2 separate regions of the Gossypium hirsutum genome follow, and region 1 is linked to region 2. Evidence: chromatin contacts called from public Hi-C data. All regions are on one chromosome and are shown on one strand. The core of a region is the stretch at or near the end of the contact, and the rest is flanking DNA. Distances in the headings are between cores, read along the strand shown. Region 1 holds the start of LOC107954936 (protein MAIN-LIKE 2). Region 2 holds the start of LOC107954737 (transmembrane protein 256 homolog).

Region 1 (3,129 bases), core at 365-2,864, 220 kb before region 2:
CATTTTTCTTGCAAGGAACAAAAGATGACTTAAAAATTAACTTAATATCGTTGACTTATTATTTAATTGATTGTAATTAAATAGTTGAGTTCAAAGTGAGAATTAAATTAAGTAGTCATTGTAGTTTTACTGAACGAGACAATTAAATTTATTTACTTAGATTCTAGTAAGGTAAATTCATTATGATTTTAATAAAATTAGAATTGGGTTAAGAAAATAATTTAATTGAAAGAATTAATTAAATTTATTTTAATTAAATAAATGATATTTTAGGAATAGAAAAATAGTTATAATATTGGAGAATTATATTGTTGGAAAAAATCTGGTTCGCAAATGGTTTTCTTGTATAGCGGAAAATAAAAATTTTGAAAATTGACTTGGTTTGTGATATTTATAGTAATAAACCTTAGATCGAATTCACATATGTGTTTTCGGATAGACGGATCCTTATCGTTTCCGACTTTCAACTAAATGATCTTCTCCGTTATTCTCTCATCATAAACTGTTTCGAGGGTTGACTCGAACGATTCGAATCAAAACACAGAACTAAAAATAGTTTTCTTTTCTTTAGTGTGAAAATGAAAAATCTCTTCTGAAATAGAAACTGACAAAATTTGTTATTCTGAAAAAATAGATTCAATAGTTGAGAACAAATTCTCTCTATTTTCGGGTAGATTAACAATATTTTAAAGTTGTGTCAATAGCCCTACCGATGTCATCTAATTTTGTATAGGTTGTTTGCTTTGGATATTTGAATAGGTACTTTGACATTGTTGGGATTCAGTGGTCACATCGCGACGACGTACTCCCAATGTCGCGATGACAAAAAGTTCAGGGCCCACGTTGCGGTGACGTAGCCTCGAGGTCATGATGAACTTAAATCAGAGTGTTACGTCGCGACGAGGAAACCTCTGAAGTCGCAACATCAACTTGGAATTTTGTAAACATTACAATTTAGTCCTAATTCGACCTAATGTTAGTATTAAAACTTCGTAGGCTCGTGTAAGACCCAAATCCAATTGTATAGTTTAAACAACATTTTATGATTGAGATTCAAGTCTATCCACAAGATGAAAGTCCTAAGGGATTAAAACACTATACAATTTTATCCCTTATGATTACAAATATTCACTACGGTAACTCTAGTTTTATTAGAGTGTTTCACTGTGCCACCAATGCTTCAAGTAGATAGATTTCTCCATATGTTTCACGAATTGAGTTAAGTCAAATGAGCTCATTTAATTAATTAACCTTTACATGAAGTTTTGTGTACATTCGTTATGGGTTTTGATCTGCGACCCGTAACACTAGTATAAGGGTCTCCATGATACTTTTTAACAATAAAATCTAGTATATATATTTTTGGGTGAATGTTAATCATATTTTGCGACAATAGTTAAGGTTATATTAAAAGAAGTAATAATTGAATTCAGTAAAAGTAATAAATAAAATTAAATGAAAACGAAACAAAATATGCATGAAAAAAGCCCATTTTCTTCGAGGAGAGAACAAAATTAGGCCGATCCCCAAATCATCCAAAAACATGCCATGTGTAACAACGTGAGATCGTAATTTACCCTAAGCCTATAGCCTATAGGATAGAAAATTTTGAATCCATTCATAAACGCAACGCAGCGAAGCGAACCCACATTCCAGTTTTGGAGACTTTCACACACACAGTACAAAGAGGAGAAAACCCTGCAACGACGCGTTTTGGTTTCGGGGTTTTTTTTTTAATTTCGCTTTGAATTCCGCTGAAAATTTTCTTCACGGTGGTGCCTGCTTTCGTTCTTTCCTGTCGTTTTGATTAAAACTCAGGTATAGTAAAATCCAATTTCTTTTTTTAAATCTAAATTTTTATTTTTTTCGCTTTCCGGCGTCGTTTCTTTCCCCCTCACCCTCACCCTCACCCTCACCCTCACCCTCGCTTTCTGATTTCCAATTTCTGGATTTTCCCTTTTATTATTATAATTATAAAGAGCACAACCAAAATGTTGACACCCAAATATTGTTTTCTGTTTAGTTTTCCATTTTTATTTGTCCTCCGAGAGTTAAACGGAAACTAGGTTTTAAATTGAATGGACCACCCAAATACAAGATTCTTCAAATTTTTATATTTGTGTGTATATATATTTCATTTATTTGCAATTAATTCGTTAAAAAAAAGTTTGAAATTGATCTAAGTTATCTGTGCTTTGTTTCAAGGGCTTGATAAAAATTGGCTCCAAAATGTAAAATTTAAGTATATATTAACAGTGATGGAGGCTATCCTGCTAATTTAAGGGACTAAACTATCTATTTTGGCCTGCATTTCAGGCCACTTTGATTTATTTTGGTTTAAATTTTAGAAGATAAAATCAATGGAAGAGATTGGAATGGACCCATCTGCAGCCAATCCTGGACCCATCGATCATTCAATACTGTATGATCAAGACAAGCATGTATCTTCAGCTGTTTGGGATGGCCAGGTCTGTTTCTCATACCCACCAATCTCATTCTCCGCCTTCCCCCCCTTTTATTTGCAGATATGTAATTTGTGTTCCTTTGATAAGTGAAAATTTGTAGAATTCGTTTATGCACTGGTTCTTTTGTTAGTTTGTTTGATTGGTTGTTTATCGGTTTCATCGCCTTGATGCACTAGACTAGTTTTGTCCTTATATATGTGGAGGGTTTCTTTGATTGTGATTGTAAATTTGACTTGTGCATGCGTTTTTATTTAAAACACACTAGCATTGTTACATAATATATACATGCATTACAGGAGCGTGGTGCACTTAGATGTCATGAGCATACATCAAAGTTGGGAGAATGGAGACTCACCCCAAAACAGATTGAATTGGTGGAAAAAGCAGGATTTGGGTACTTGAGGAAGATACCTGCCATTAGTTTAGATAATCCGCTCATTTCAGCTTTAGTTGAGAGGTGGAGAAGAGAGACTAATACATTTCACTTCACTGTTGGAGAAATGACTGTGACTCTTCAAGATGTTGCCTTCTTGCTGGGATTGGCGATTGACGGGATGCCCGTGATTGGAATAACATATACCACTTGTGGAACGGTGTGTGAAAAGTATCTTGGGAAAGCACCAGATTCTACTTATGCAAGTGGTGGGATGGTGAAGCTGAGTTG
Region 2 (3,303 bases), core at 703-3,202:
TATTCTGCTTAGCCTCTCTAATGTTTCTTGCTATAACTTATGCAACCTGAGAATGAAATTTGGCTCATTTATAGCCTAAAGCCAAACATGAACTACTGTAGAAAAAGAGTGTCGACATGGGAGCTTTTTTCATCAATTTTGCTGACAGTGCATCCTGCTTGAAGCGTTTTTGACACTATTTGTTTAGAAACGTCTTCTCAAAATTATTTTTTCAGGAACTATTGTAGAAAAAGAGCGTCCACATGGGAGCTTTTTTCAATAATTTTGCTGACAATGCATCCTGCTTGAAGCGTTTTTCATACTATTTGTTAAGAACAGTATTCTCAAAATTATTTTTTCAGGAACTACTATAGAAAAAAAAACAAAATCCTTATTGTCAATTTAATTTTCCCTATATCCTAAACCTAAATACAATATTATTTTAAAAAAACTAAACCCTAATTTAATTAATTTATTTAAAATACTTAAACCCTAATTTAATTAATTTTTAAAAAATAACACTAAATCTTGATTTATTTTTTTAAATTCCTAAAATCCAAAACCCTAAATTATTTTAACAAAACCCTAAAAACCTAACCCTAAATTATTTTAACAAAACTTTAACCCTAAAAACCCTAACCAAAAAACTCTAGGGACTAAACATTTAAAAAGCCCTAACCTAGAAAAAAACACTGAGCAAAATGCGCCACTGGGGAAGCAATTTTGCCACGTCAGCAAAGTGCGTCTACGTCTGTGTGTTTTATGCTAACATGGCAAAATCGCTCCCAGGGGCGCATTTTGTTGAACTTTCACCCTAAAACGCTCCTATATGGACGCGTTTTGCCAAAATCGACCCTTTCCGGTAAATAATGTAGAAATTAGTCCATTTCTATAAATATACTTGAAAATAGGCCTTTATAGATAAATTAGTCCGAATAATTTATATAAATAAACATTTTCACATTGAATAAATTAACGGGGATAATTGAGTGAAAGAATGAAATTCGGTCAAACAAACATGTTCGCGTTGAAAAATTTTAACAGGTTTGTAAGGAATACAAGTGGCAGTGTAGACAGTAGCTCATGTAACTCATCCAACAAATATAACTTACCATATTTGGTAAAAACCCAACTATAAAATATATCTTAGATCTATTGAATTGATTTAAAAATTAGATAATATATATAATTGATCAGATATATGACAAAGATCAAGAGGCCCGATTTAAAAGTAAAGGGCAGCAAATTCCAGTCTGTGTTGTCGGCGCCACTTGCATGTTTTTGGGAGTCAACCTTTTTTATTAAAATATTATTATTTGATTATATTTTATTCTATTGAGATTCTTGTTATTTTCTTTATAGATAGAAGCTAAGGTTTAGGTCGAAAACATAGTTCATTACGTTGATAAAATAAATTTTATTTTTTTGACCAAGTTTGTATTCTTATTTCTAACTCTTAAAGTTTGATTAAGGTTTTCATCGATTTTCGACTAGAGCCCATACTCTAGTAAACTATAGTCAAGATTAGCAGAGAAGATCAAGTAGTTGAAAACTAAAAATGACATAATTCGTCTAATTCAAAAACATAAGTATAATTCGGGTAAAAGGTTTATTGTTCTAAATATTAATACGATTAACACGACTAGAATTCAAGCCATACCTGAGGGATGAATACCCTAACCATCAGGCCAACACACGGATTTACTATTAATTAAATTTTTAGTGAATAATATATAAAAATAATAAGATGACGTTACTTATATTATAATATGTTTGGCATATTAAATTTTGAAAATGACTATTTGACTTAATTATTTTAATAATAATTGTTTGGTAAAATTTGATTTTTTAAAATGTGAAAAATATAAACACCAAAAATCATGAAAATAAGGAATACATTTTACTTAAAGCAGAATTTAACGTAAAACAAAACTTGAGCTAATAAAGAAGTATGAATTGGTATTTGGTAGCAGTAATTAATTAACACGAAAGAGAAAAAAAAGTTCAAAACGAGCAAAAGAATAGGAGAACCATGTAAACGGTTGCGTTTCAGCGCGAAAGAAAAACGACGGCGTTTGACTCTGCCTTTCAACGATTTACACATAATAAAGTTTGCTCACTGCAGCAAAACCGATCGCCATTATGCAACCAAAAGTCTAACCTGAAGAAAGAAGAGAGTTTATGAGAATTTCCCAAATGGATGCTTTTCAGTGGCACAAGATTGCTGCTGTTTCTGGTTTTTAACTTCTTTCTCTCATCTTTTTCAATTCCTTTTTCGTACTTATTTATGGGTTTTTTTTTAAATAACAGGAATAGCAGCCCTTGGATTGGGCACTTATGGCTTCCATATCTTTAAACCTGAAAATCCCGTTTACAAGGAGGTTGTTTTTTTAATACCCTTTCATTTTTTTCACCCAAATTTTCACTTTTCAACGTTTTTGTTGTTCAATTATTTTCTTGTTCTTGTTTTTTTCCTTACTATAATTGGATGATGAACTTAGGTATGGCAAATCGCTTCTACTTACCACTTGTTTCACACAGCTGCTCTTCTTTCTGCTCCTATTACCAAACGCCCCCACATTGTTAGTTCCCTTTTGCCCTTTTATTTTTATAATTTCATTATTGATTTTCTGGGCATGGTTTGCTTAATATTCTTAGGAAAATACTTGTTGTTTTATTGATTGGTTTTATGGTTTTAGTTTTAAGAGACTAATCATACAATCCCCTGAATTTTATTGCTTCGTGTCGAGTTATCAATGGGCTAACTGCTCTCGTTTATTGTGCTTCAGTTTGGAGGCCTTTTGACTGCTGGCATTCTTTCTTTCTCTGGGTCGTAAGTTCCCTTCCCCTTTTATCTTCTTTTTTGAATTTGTTACTTGTTAGAAGTTTGTAATTGATGAATGCTAATCTGAGGGAAAAAAAAGATTTGGTGAAAGGGATTTGAATGATATTCATCGAGATTTCATACTTTGGGTTACTTTCCTTGATGAAAATGATACATTTAATTGTTTTAAACTTGTGTTTTTTTGTTGTTGCATGTGTTTGGTCATAAATCAGTGTCTTGTTTTTAAGTGCAATTCTTAGGTTAATGTTTCTTGAAAAGTTCATATATTTGGTCATTCTACCTGATGGATGCGGATGCATTTAACGGTTTAAAATTTGCATTTCTTAAGGTTTTTCTTTTATATTTTTATTGAGCTTCTTGTTTAGTTCATAATTAGCGAAGGCTTTGAATGTAATGTAGTTGGATGATATGTAAAATTGAGGGGACTCTAATAGCAATTTGACATTTTGCAACAATATGTTATTTATTGCAAATTTTAT

Evidence for each region. Hi-C and Micro-C count contacts between places; a contact is called where the count stands out from the background.
Region 1: a contact with region 2 is called in a Hi-C map of leaf, with 2.7 times the contacts expected there. The contact joins the promoter of LOC107954936 here to the promoter of LOC107954737 in region 2. A contact is called at or near these places in 6 of 34 Hi-C or Micro-C datasets (callus, hypocotyl and leaf).

Annotation. Positions count from the first base shown.
Region 1 is chrD07:36,243,106-36,246,234 of Gossypium_hirsutum_v2.1, reverse strand. It overlaps LOC107954936 (protein MAIN-LIKE 2), which reads left to right and starts at 1,614. Exons shown (of 7, transcript XM_016890630.2): 1 at 1,614-1,818; 2 at 2,349-2,468; 3 at 2,762-3,129. The coding sequence starts at 2,361.
Region 2 is chrD07:36,025,282-36,028,584 of Gossypium_hirsutum_v2.1, reverse strand. It overlaps LOC107954737 (transmembrane protein 256 homolog), which reads left to right and starts at 1,952. Exons shown (of 5, transcript XM_016890388.2): 1 at 1,952-2,215; 2 at 2,290-2,360; 3 at 2,481-2,561; 4 at 2,769-2,812. The coding sequence starts at 2,161.